Linked DNA regions of Danio rerio: region 2 is linked to region 1. The links are chromatin contacts, called in public HiCAR-type maps. All regions are on one chromosome and are shown on one strand. The core of a region is the stretch at or near the end of the contact, and the rest is flanking DNA. Distances in the headings are between cores, read along the strand shown.

Evidence for each region. HiCAR-type assays count read pairs that join an accessible place to other places.
Region 2: a contact with region 1 is called in a HiCAR-type map of caudal fin, with 4 times the contacts expected there. The contact joins the promoter of cited4b here to the promoter of ctps1b in region 1. A contact is called at or near these places in 2 of 18 Hi-C or Micro-C datasets (caudal fin and hematopoietic stem cells) and 3 of 4 datasets of contacts at active chromatin or transcription factors (caudal fin, embryo and gastrula embryo).

What each region holds. Positions count from the first base shown.
Region 1 is chr16:38,683,446-38,688,071 of GRCz12tu, reverse strand. It overlaps ctps1b (CTP synthase 1b), which reads left to right and starts at 3,277. Exons shown (of 17, transcript NM_001111247.1): 1 at 3,277-3,321.
Region 2 is chr16:38,792,006-38,796,725 of GRCz12tu, reverse strand. It overlaps cited4b (Cbp/p300-interacting transactivator, with Glu/Asp-rich carboxy-terminal domain, 4b), which reads right to left and starts at 3,450. Exons shown (of 2, transcript NM_200078.2): 1 at 3,287-3,450; 2 at 1,164-2,579. The coding sequence starts at 2,570. The coding sequence ends at 1,806.

The sequences.
Region 1 (4,626 bases), core at 2,028-4,527:
ATGCTCAAGACAGCACTATATACAGTATTATTTTCACAGCCATTTGAAAACTACAGTAAAGTTAGACATCACTGCATTGACAGATGCATGGATGTTTGGATAGATGGATGGATGGATGGATCGATGGACGGACGGACGGACGGACGGACGGACGGACAGAAAGACAGACAGACAGACAGACAGACATACAGACAGGCCCGTGCAGAGACCGTCCAAAGGGCATGTGCAGGATAAATCTGATCAGCTGTGTTATCGCGCGCGTTCTGATCAGCTGTGTTGTTGCGCGCTTACTCAAGAGCAGTGTTGTCGCACGCCTACTGAAGGGCGGGACCGAGGGTGTGTTGCGTCGCGGGGGCACTTTTGATCATTTTGGAAAGGCACTTTCTATCCAAGACTAAAAATGGCATGTGCACTGCACAGGTTGAGCCCTATGTGTGCACCTGCCTGCATACAGACAGACAGACAGACAGAAAGACAGACAGACAGACAGACAGACAGACAGACAGACAGACAGACAGACAGATAGATAGATAGATAGATAGATAGATAGATAGATAGATAGATAGATAGATAGATAGATAGATAGATAGATAGATAGATAGATAGATAGATAGATAGATAGATAGATAGATAGATAGATAGATAGATAGATGTGATCTTACATAATGTAAACAGCTCTACGTGTGAGTCTCATTATGAATGAAGGAGCTCTGCAAGTGCAGTTTGTTCTGGCATAATTACCTCCAGTGCTTATGTAAGTCCTGTGTGACAGACACACCTTACAGGAGAAGAGACACTGAGCTATAATTAGAGAAATAACAATCAGACTAAACGCAGCTGTCGACAGGATACACACACACACACACTCCGTTATTGACAGAAATGCTGATGAAGGATTACATGAATTACAGCCTCTGAATTATTCATTCAGACCATACACTTTAGGAGGAAAGCACTGGAGATACAGTCAGTCTAAATGACGAATACTAATCATTATATTATCATTGATTTCTAGGTTGATTGATCAACTACCATGTTTCAAAGACAAGACAGATATTATATAGAAACAGGGATACCTGAAAATAAAAGGCTTTGATGTGTTTGATACTTTGATGTGTTCAATTGGTCTCCATCATATGTTGCTGTTCAAAATTAGATAGAAGAAAAACAACCTGCAACCAGCACTGAAAACAGGATGGTTTATGACTCAGCATGTTTATGTAACCTTTCATGTTAAACTGTCAATAAGTATCAACGTCTATCAGTTTGTTTTTGACTTGCATCTCCAGTCATTGTGACGTCATTATGGCGCCATCTAGTGGATTTAAATAAATGGATTCACGTGTGGTAATCATATCAATAATAATGGCATAATCATTCATTTTCTTTTCGGTTTAGTCCCATTATTAATCAGGGGTCGCCACAGCGGAATGAAGCGCCAACTTATCCAGCATATGTTTAACGCAGCAAATGCCCTTCAGCCGCAACCCAACATCTATTCAATACACCTATTCACACACATACACTACGGCTCGTTTAACTTAAACCGGAGCACCTTGAGGAAACCCTTGATACATAATATAGAATAATATATTATATGTTAACCAGTTCGTTCGCACTTTGTCTGTGTTTTGCCTGTACACCCAATTCCACTATAAAAAAAACTATAATAAAAAGCTGAATTAGCTACAAAATTAGCAAAATTAGCATATCTTTATTGTTAGCTATACATTTCATCGGCCGAATTAGATAAAGATAGGATAAAAACAATGAAAGGCGTCAAGCGCCAAAATGTCAAATGTTTTATTTTTTCAAATATCCTTCTCCCGCGCGACGTGACGTCAGATACTGCTTATCGTAATCATAGAAACTTTATGCCCTAGTTTTGCCATTCTAGTAGATGTTTTCCCATTTCCCCATTTGTCAACCATTTATTTTTGTGCCATTAAATTTGCTTATAGCAGGTGTTAACTTTCATCCACTGTTGTGTAAAGGAAGTTTATGTAAATATGTCAGTTTTGTGCGATTAAGATTACTGGTAACAATTTACAATATAGTTGTAGGCCTGTAATTTAGGTCTATTTACTAACATAGACAACTAATTATATATAAAAAACTATTAATCTTTTTAAGGTTAGTTAATGATATTAAAGTTGTTTATTGTTAGTAAAAGTTGTTTATGTTAACTCACAGTGAATTACCTACTAATGTAAACAAACAATAATTTGAGAGTTTATTAGTAAATTTTAATCTATTTTTAATTTATAAATGCTGTAAAAGTTGTTCATTATTAGTTTAGGTTAGTGAATAAGTAATTCAACCTTATTGTAAAGTGTGAAGTAGAAACAAACGAGTGTCCGTCTTGAATTTATTAAGATTTGTGCTTAATTACAAGATAAGCCTATTCATTTCTTTATTTGTGACATTTTTTTAACCTCTAAATGTGTATTAATTTATAGATTTTGGGAATATTAAATAGAAATCTGCTTAGATGGACAGAACATGGCATGCCTGTGCAAATAATAATTATTTTATTAAATTGAAATGAATATTAAATATTTTTATTAAGATAATTAGACACATTTTAACAAAATAAATACAAAGTGTGGATTAAATATTAATTGAAATTATGATCATTAAAAAAATAATATAAATGTTTTGAATATACCATATAAAATGATTAGAATAATTCCAATAAAATTTATTAGAATAATTGTTTTAAATGTTGAATTATCTCTAAACTAATAATTCCAAATGAATAATAAAAATTCTAAACATGTCAATTAATGTCCAAATAAATATATCAGCTACTACAATATAACAAATAAGGAAATATATCTTCAAATTTATATTTTAGTTGCATTTATAATATAAATATCCTCATAAACTAAGAACTAGTCTTAATAATCAGATAAAAAAGTGGCAATGACCTTATTTATTTTTTTTCCCAGACGTGCAAACACAGCAACGTGAGCCCACGCCTCCATTTAACATATTTTATTTAAGGAATGTAACTTACCCACACGCATTAAAAATGTATGTCATGCAATTGCTACTGAAATTATTCGATAAAGTATGGCAATGCATCACATAAATAGCTTCCATAATGTGTTCAGTTGGTTATATCCGTCATTCACTCAATGTTATGCAGAGTGGCAAAGCTAGAGTTAAGTATCGGATCTCACAGCACGTGTTGTTTTGGCGCTTTACCGCATATCGCTGACACCCAAAACAAACGTGTCTTCAAGATGGCTCGTCTATACTGAAGCGGCTGACGTTTTTAATCTCAGGTTTTTACATATCGGAACGGAGCAGTTTCAGGTATAGTTAAAGGCTTAGTTTATGTTCCATGTCAGCTTTCATTGCGCCTCTTGAATCACTTGCTCTAACATGGAGTTCACTGCAATGTTATGTAATGTATGGGGGTCCCCTAATGTGTTTAAAAGTGGGCTCTATTAGAAACAATATGAAACGCTGGGATTATTCGTGAATGTACATTGTATATGCTATGGTGGACGACGTTTTTCGGCGTATTTTGCTATTGTTTACAAGGTCATCGTAGGTTTAACGTTACAGTTTGTCCTCTGAACATTATCTGCTTGGGTGTTGCAGAATGTAAAATGGCCATTATAAATAAATATGTAAATATTATATAAGTGTACATAATGTTAATTGCTATTATGGCCTGTTTGTTTTCCTGCCAGAAATGCATTTATTGATTTATTTATTTATGACAGTGATTGATCACTTTAGATACATTGTTCAAAGACAGGTGTAAACCATGAAAAATAATTGGGTTTATAAAGATTTATTGTAGTATGTCAGTTTCCAAACATGTATTTATATATTAAAAAATATAAATATTTAAGCTATAAATGTCTAGAGGTTATAAGGGTTATAAGCTTAAATTAATATTTTAATGTTTATAAATATTAATAAATAATATAAATGTGTTTATTAGGGCTGCAAAATATTAGACAAATCTAGCATTGTGATAATTTTTATTTTGCGATATTTATTGCAATATTAATACAATGTCACCTGATAACTTAAATATCTCTATTTGGAATGAATTTATAATGCTAGAACGATTGGGATGCTTCTGCAGTGGAAGTACATCTTCAAAAAATCTAATAAACTATATACGTTTTGGGGTATCTATGTACGTTTCTGCTATTTGCAGTGGATTTCTGTATTTTCATGTGAGTTTTTTTATGCCCAACAATTTATAAATACAATCAAGAAAAGTTACAATTGAAGAAGTATTTTATTGTGTAACAGTACTCGAGTACAGTAACTGAATGATAAAAATAAAAACAATTCATTTAAAATTAATTGTTGTTAAAGTCATAAATGGTGCAATGTCTTATGCCTGAATGCTTTTAAGGTCATTATACAATCACAGGCATCAAAAAACACATGCAAATAATGAATCATAATGCAAACTCAAAATTGCATATACTCGCAATGTGACAATTGCGAATGATCACATTGCGATATCGATGCTGAAACGATATATTGTGCAGCCATAGTGTTTATGGTTTGTAGACAAGACTGACACTAACACAATGTAATAATTTTATTTGATGAAAATAAACATTTAATTTGTGAATTATGAATATTATT
Region 2 (4,720 bases), core at 2,201-4,700, 110 kb before region 1:
TAGTTGCAAGATATGAATAAAGGTTTAATCAATTTAAATTCAGCCTCATATTTTTTTCTTAACTAAACTTAAAGGAATAGTTACACTTAAAATATCATTTACTAAGCCTTTGTTTCAAACCTTCTTGAGATTCTTTTTTCTGTTGAACAGAACTTTATTTTGAATAAATATCAATTGGAAACCTGTAAACCTTGACTCTTATATGATTTGTTTTTCCTAATATGGAAGTGAATTTTTACAGGGCTTCAAATTCTTAGTTCATCTTTTGTGTTCAACTGAAGAAACTCAAAGGTTTATAACCACTTGAGGGAGAGTAAATAGTGTGTAAATTAATTGGTGTAAACTATCGTTTAACAAATTTTGCTCAATTATTTTACATCATAGGTCTCAAACTCAACTCCTGGAGGGCCGCAGCTCTGCAGTTATGCTCCAACATTATCAAACGCAGCTGATCCAACTAATAAAGCTGTTAATGACTCTTTTTGAACACCTTGATTATTTGTATCTGCAGTGTTTAATAGGGTTGGAGCACAATTGTGCAGAGCTGCGGTACTCAAGCAATGGAGTTTGAGACTTATGATCTACATCGGGAGTGTCCAGACTCGGTCCTGAAGAGCCGGTGTCCTGCATATTTTAGTTCCAACCCAAATGAAACACACCTGAACCAGCTAATCAAGCGCTTTCTCTGTATACTAACTAGACTTCCAGGCAGGTGTGTTGGAGGAAGTTGGAGCTAAACTATGCAGGACACTTGAACTCCAGGACTACGTTTGGGCATCTCTGATTTACATGATAACAGCATTTTAGGATTTTACAAGTGCAGCTTAGTTTTTTTTTTTGGAAAATCCTTTAGCTGGACATGATATTATATGACATGGCACACACATTTTGAAAATGCAAAAAGAAAAAAATAGATTAAGTTCCTAATAATGAACAACCTTAATAAAATTGTAGACAGATAGCAGAGTACTGATTTGATAAGTGAAGATTATTTGAGCTAGCAACGATCTTAAATATTTTAAGAATCAACCATTGAACTGTTGAACCAGACATCCAAGTCAAGCTTTTTAGGTTTGCTTTTGAGATACATGTTACTCAGAATTTTACAGTTATACCTTATAAAAAGGCAACTAAAGTTGAAAAAGGCAAAAATAAAAAAGAGATTGATGAAAAATTAGGCCAAAGTTAAAAACTTGGCCATCTTTATTACAAGTCACACATAGTTTTGAGCCCTCTTGGACTGTTGGGGAACTGGGGGAACAAATAAATAAAAGCAACTTGATTTAAGGCAATTCTAAAGCTCAGACAGATCAGTTGTATCAAGACTATTGTAAGCAAGCAGTGGTTTTGGGTATACTGAACATTTACCATACAATAGACTTACGGTTTGGGTCGATGAACACATTTTTTGGGTCTAAATCAAAGAGAACAATTCAGCAATCCCATTTTGGCAGTTGCCCCATAAACCACAGGTTCTTAAGGTCATTGCTGCTTTTTTGTTCTATGTTAATACATCTGAATAAGCAATAAATAAATACATTTTTAAATGTAAAACTGCATCGAAGACAAATAAATGTTTGAGTGTCTTTACATTGCACCAAGTTCACAGTTCTGAAGTGTTGTTACATTCATCCATGGAACGTTGTTTTTTGGCGTTCCAGCCAGAAGCAGAACTGTAGTCCTGACAGGAGCTTAACCACTCGTTTCTGAGAACAGAGGCATTTGGCCACCTCTGGTTCTGGTGGTCCCAAAAATAACCATATTGATAATCAAATCCCGCCTCGAAGCGTCCAAACAGTCCTGTCTCAGCAGCTAACGGTGCTCGGCTGCTGTTTGCTCACAAAGTCCGATATGAAGTCAAACTCGTTTTGTCCGAGGAAGAGTTCAGGGAGTTCTTGCACCCGGTCCAGTCCTAGCTCCATGACCAACGACGTCAAAACCTCTTCGTCGATCAAATCAGCATCCATACCATTAAGACTGAGAGCTGGGCCGGGCATGTGCTGCATGTTGCTCAGCTGAGCCTGACCCATGCGGAATTGCGCCCCATTTCCCATATGGTTGCCATTCATGTGTCCCAACGGGTGCCCGTGGTACTGTGTGTTGAGTTTCTGAAGGTGCATGCTGGCCATGAGCTGTTGGGAAGTGAGACCCCCGGTCATATACTGCTGTTGCTGCTGTTGTTGTTGTTGTTGTTGTGGCGGTGGTGGTTGAGGCTGTTGTTGCTGCATGTGGTGGTGCTGTTGATGCTGCTGTTGATGCTGCTGAACGTGATGCTGCTGTGGCTGGCCCTGGTTGTTGAACATCATGTTAGTTGACTGCATTCGGTGGTGACCCATCTGTCCATTCATAGGCCCCACCATGTTAGCCCTTTGGCGCATGGCGGCCTCCATGTTTCCCTGAGGCCCCGCTCCATAGTGCATCATCTGTCCATTGGGCATGGCTCTCAAGCCAGACTGGGGAATGTGCTGCTGGGGGCCTGCCTGCAGGCCTCCATTCATGCCCATCCGGTAGCCATGCAGACCCCCGTTTCCCTGGCCGTGGTTCATGGGCATCATCATGTGCTCTGCCATAGACTCTCCCTTCATTAAAACACACAAGATTGGGTTTAGAATTGGACTAGTGACAATAGAAGTTCTCGTAGTCAAATTGATAAAGGTGCAGAGTAGTCAGTAACCAAACTCAAACTGTAAATAAACACTAACAATAGCAAGGATTGTACTAATATCCCCATCTGAGTGGAAAGTGTTTGAATTATTTTCCCCCTACAGCCCACCTGACTATCTTATAAACACCAAATAACCTCTAATGGTGTATATCTTAACACTTTTGGAATTGAGAGCATCATTCTCAACCTTAAACATTTCACGCACAGCTTTAACTGATTTCCATCTAAATGCATGCCAACGATTCCCTTTAAACACGGGTTCTAAACAATGAGTACAATTGGAAATGCATTTGAATCAAACCTTATTTTCATAGATCACTGGGAAAATCAAACGCACGTTTTATATGATAAACAATGCACTTGGCATACAGAAAATCTAAGAATGCAGAAGATCAATTCATAGAAAGTCACCGTGCAGTGAAGCAAACAATGGATCAACCACCCTGAGCCCTAAAACACCGGCGGCGTTTCAAAAGCCTAGTGTGCTGCCTATCTAGACAGCATTCAGACATCGCAAGCGCTCGAAATGCTGCACGCGCTTTTGATGCCGTCCGCATAGTCAGCACACGGTGTTTTGAAACACAGCCCGTGAGTTTCTCAAGCGTTTTTTGAATCTCTTACCCCGTGTCCTCTGCTATGTGACTCCGCTGCGGCAGGACAAACGAGCTTTATCTCTTCAAAAGCCTCCGAAGAATTACAGTTTATATTCCACAAGGTGAAGCTTCATACTCCGACGCACAAAAGATCGCTGCTCACTATCTTCCAACGAGATTGTATGTGTGTGTGTTTTCTGGGTCAACTCCACGGGCTTATATACATGAGAAAAGCGGAGAGGTGGAGCTATCGTTCACTCGCTATCCTTTGTTGCCATTGGCCCTGCTGCTTAATATCAGTGTGCATAGAAACCCCTAGCGGTTTCTGTCAAACACTGGCCAATTTCTGTCCACAGTTTTTTTTGGGGTTGTTTTTCTGTTTCTGATTTAAAGTGAATAGGAAATCCCTTTCGAAGAAGTTGATCCGTGTGATTAAGCTTAAGGACAAGATAGGTAGATAGATCTATTGTTTTTATGTTTACACGTGTGCACAATGGTGTTGATGCAGAAGGCAGATTAAGTAGATAGATAAATAGATATATTATTTTTGTTTATTTTGTCCATGCTTTTATATACGTAAAGATATTTTATCTTTATATTATTAGACAGACAGACAGACAGACAGACAGATAGATAGATAGATAGATAGATAGATAGATAGATAGATAGATAGATAGATAGATAGATAGATAGATAGATAGATAGATAGATAGATAGATGCATGGATGGATAGATAAATGGATGGATGGACAGACGGATGAAGATGGTCAAAAAGACAGACAGAAGTCAGATGGTTGGATGAATAGACAGATGGACGAATAGATAGATAGATAGATAGATAGATAGATAGATAGATAGATAGATAGATAGATAGATAGATAGATAGATAGAGAGGTTGGTTGGTTGGTTGATAGGTAGGTAGGTAGGTAGGTAGGTAGGTAGGTAGGTAGGTAAGTAGAAGATGGATGGATGGATGGATGGACAGATATAGGAAGATGGGTTGGATGGATGGATGGATGGATCGATAAATGGCTAGATTAGATAGATAGATAGATAGATAGATAGATAGATAGATAGATAGATAGATAGATAGATAGATAGATAGATAGATAGATAGATAGATAGATAGATAGATAGATAGATAGATAGATAGATAGATAGATAGATAGATGATGGATGAATGGATGGATGGATGGATGGATGGATGGATGGATAGGTTGGTTGGTTGGTTGATTGGTTGGTAGGTAGGTAGGTAGGTAGGTAGGTAGGTAGGTAAGATGAAGATGGATGGACAGATGGAGGAAGATGGTCAAACAGAAGTCAGATGGATGGATGGATAGATGGATGGATGGATGGATGGATGAATGGTAATGTAGAGGAATATGGTTAAACAGACAGACGGAAGTCAGATGGATGATGGATAGATGGACAGATAGATTGATGGGTAGATGGACAGATAGAT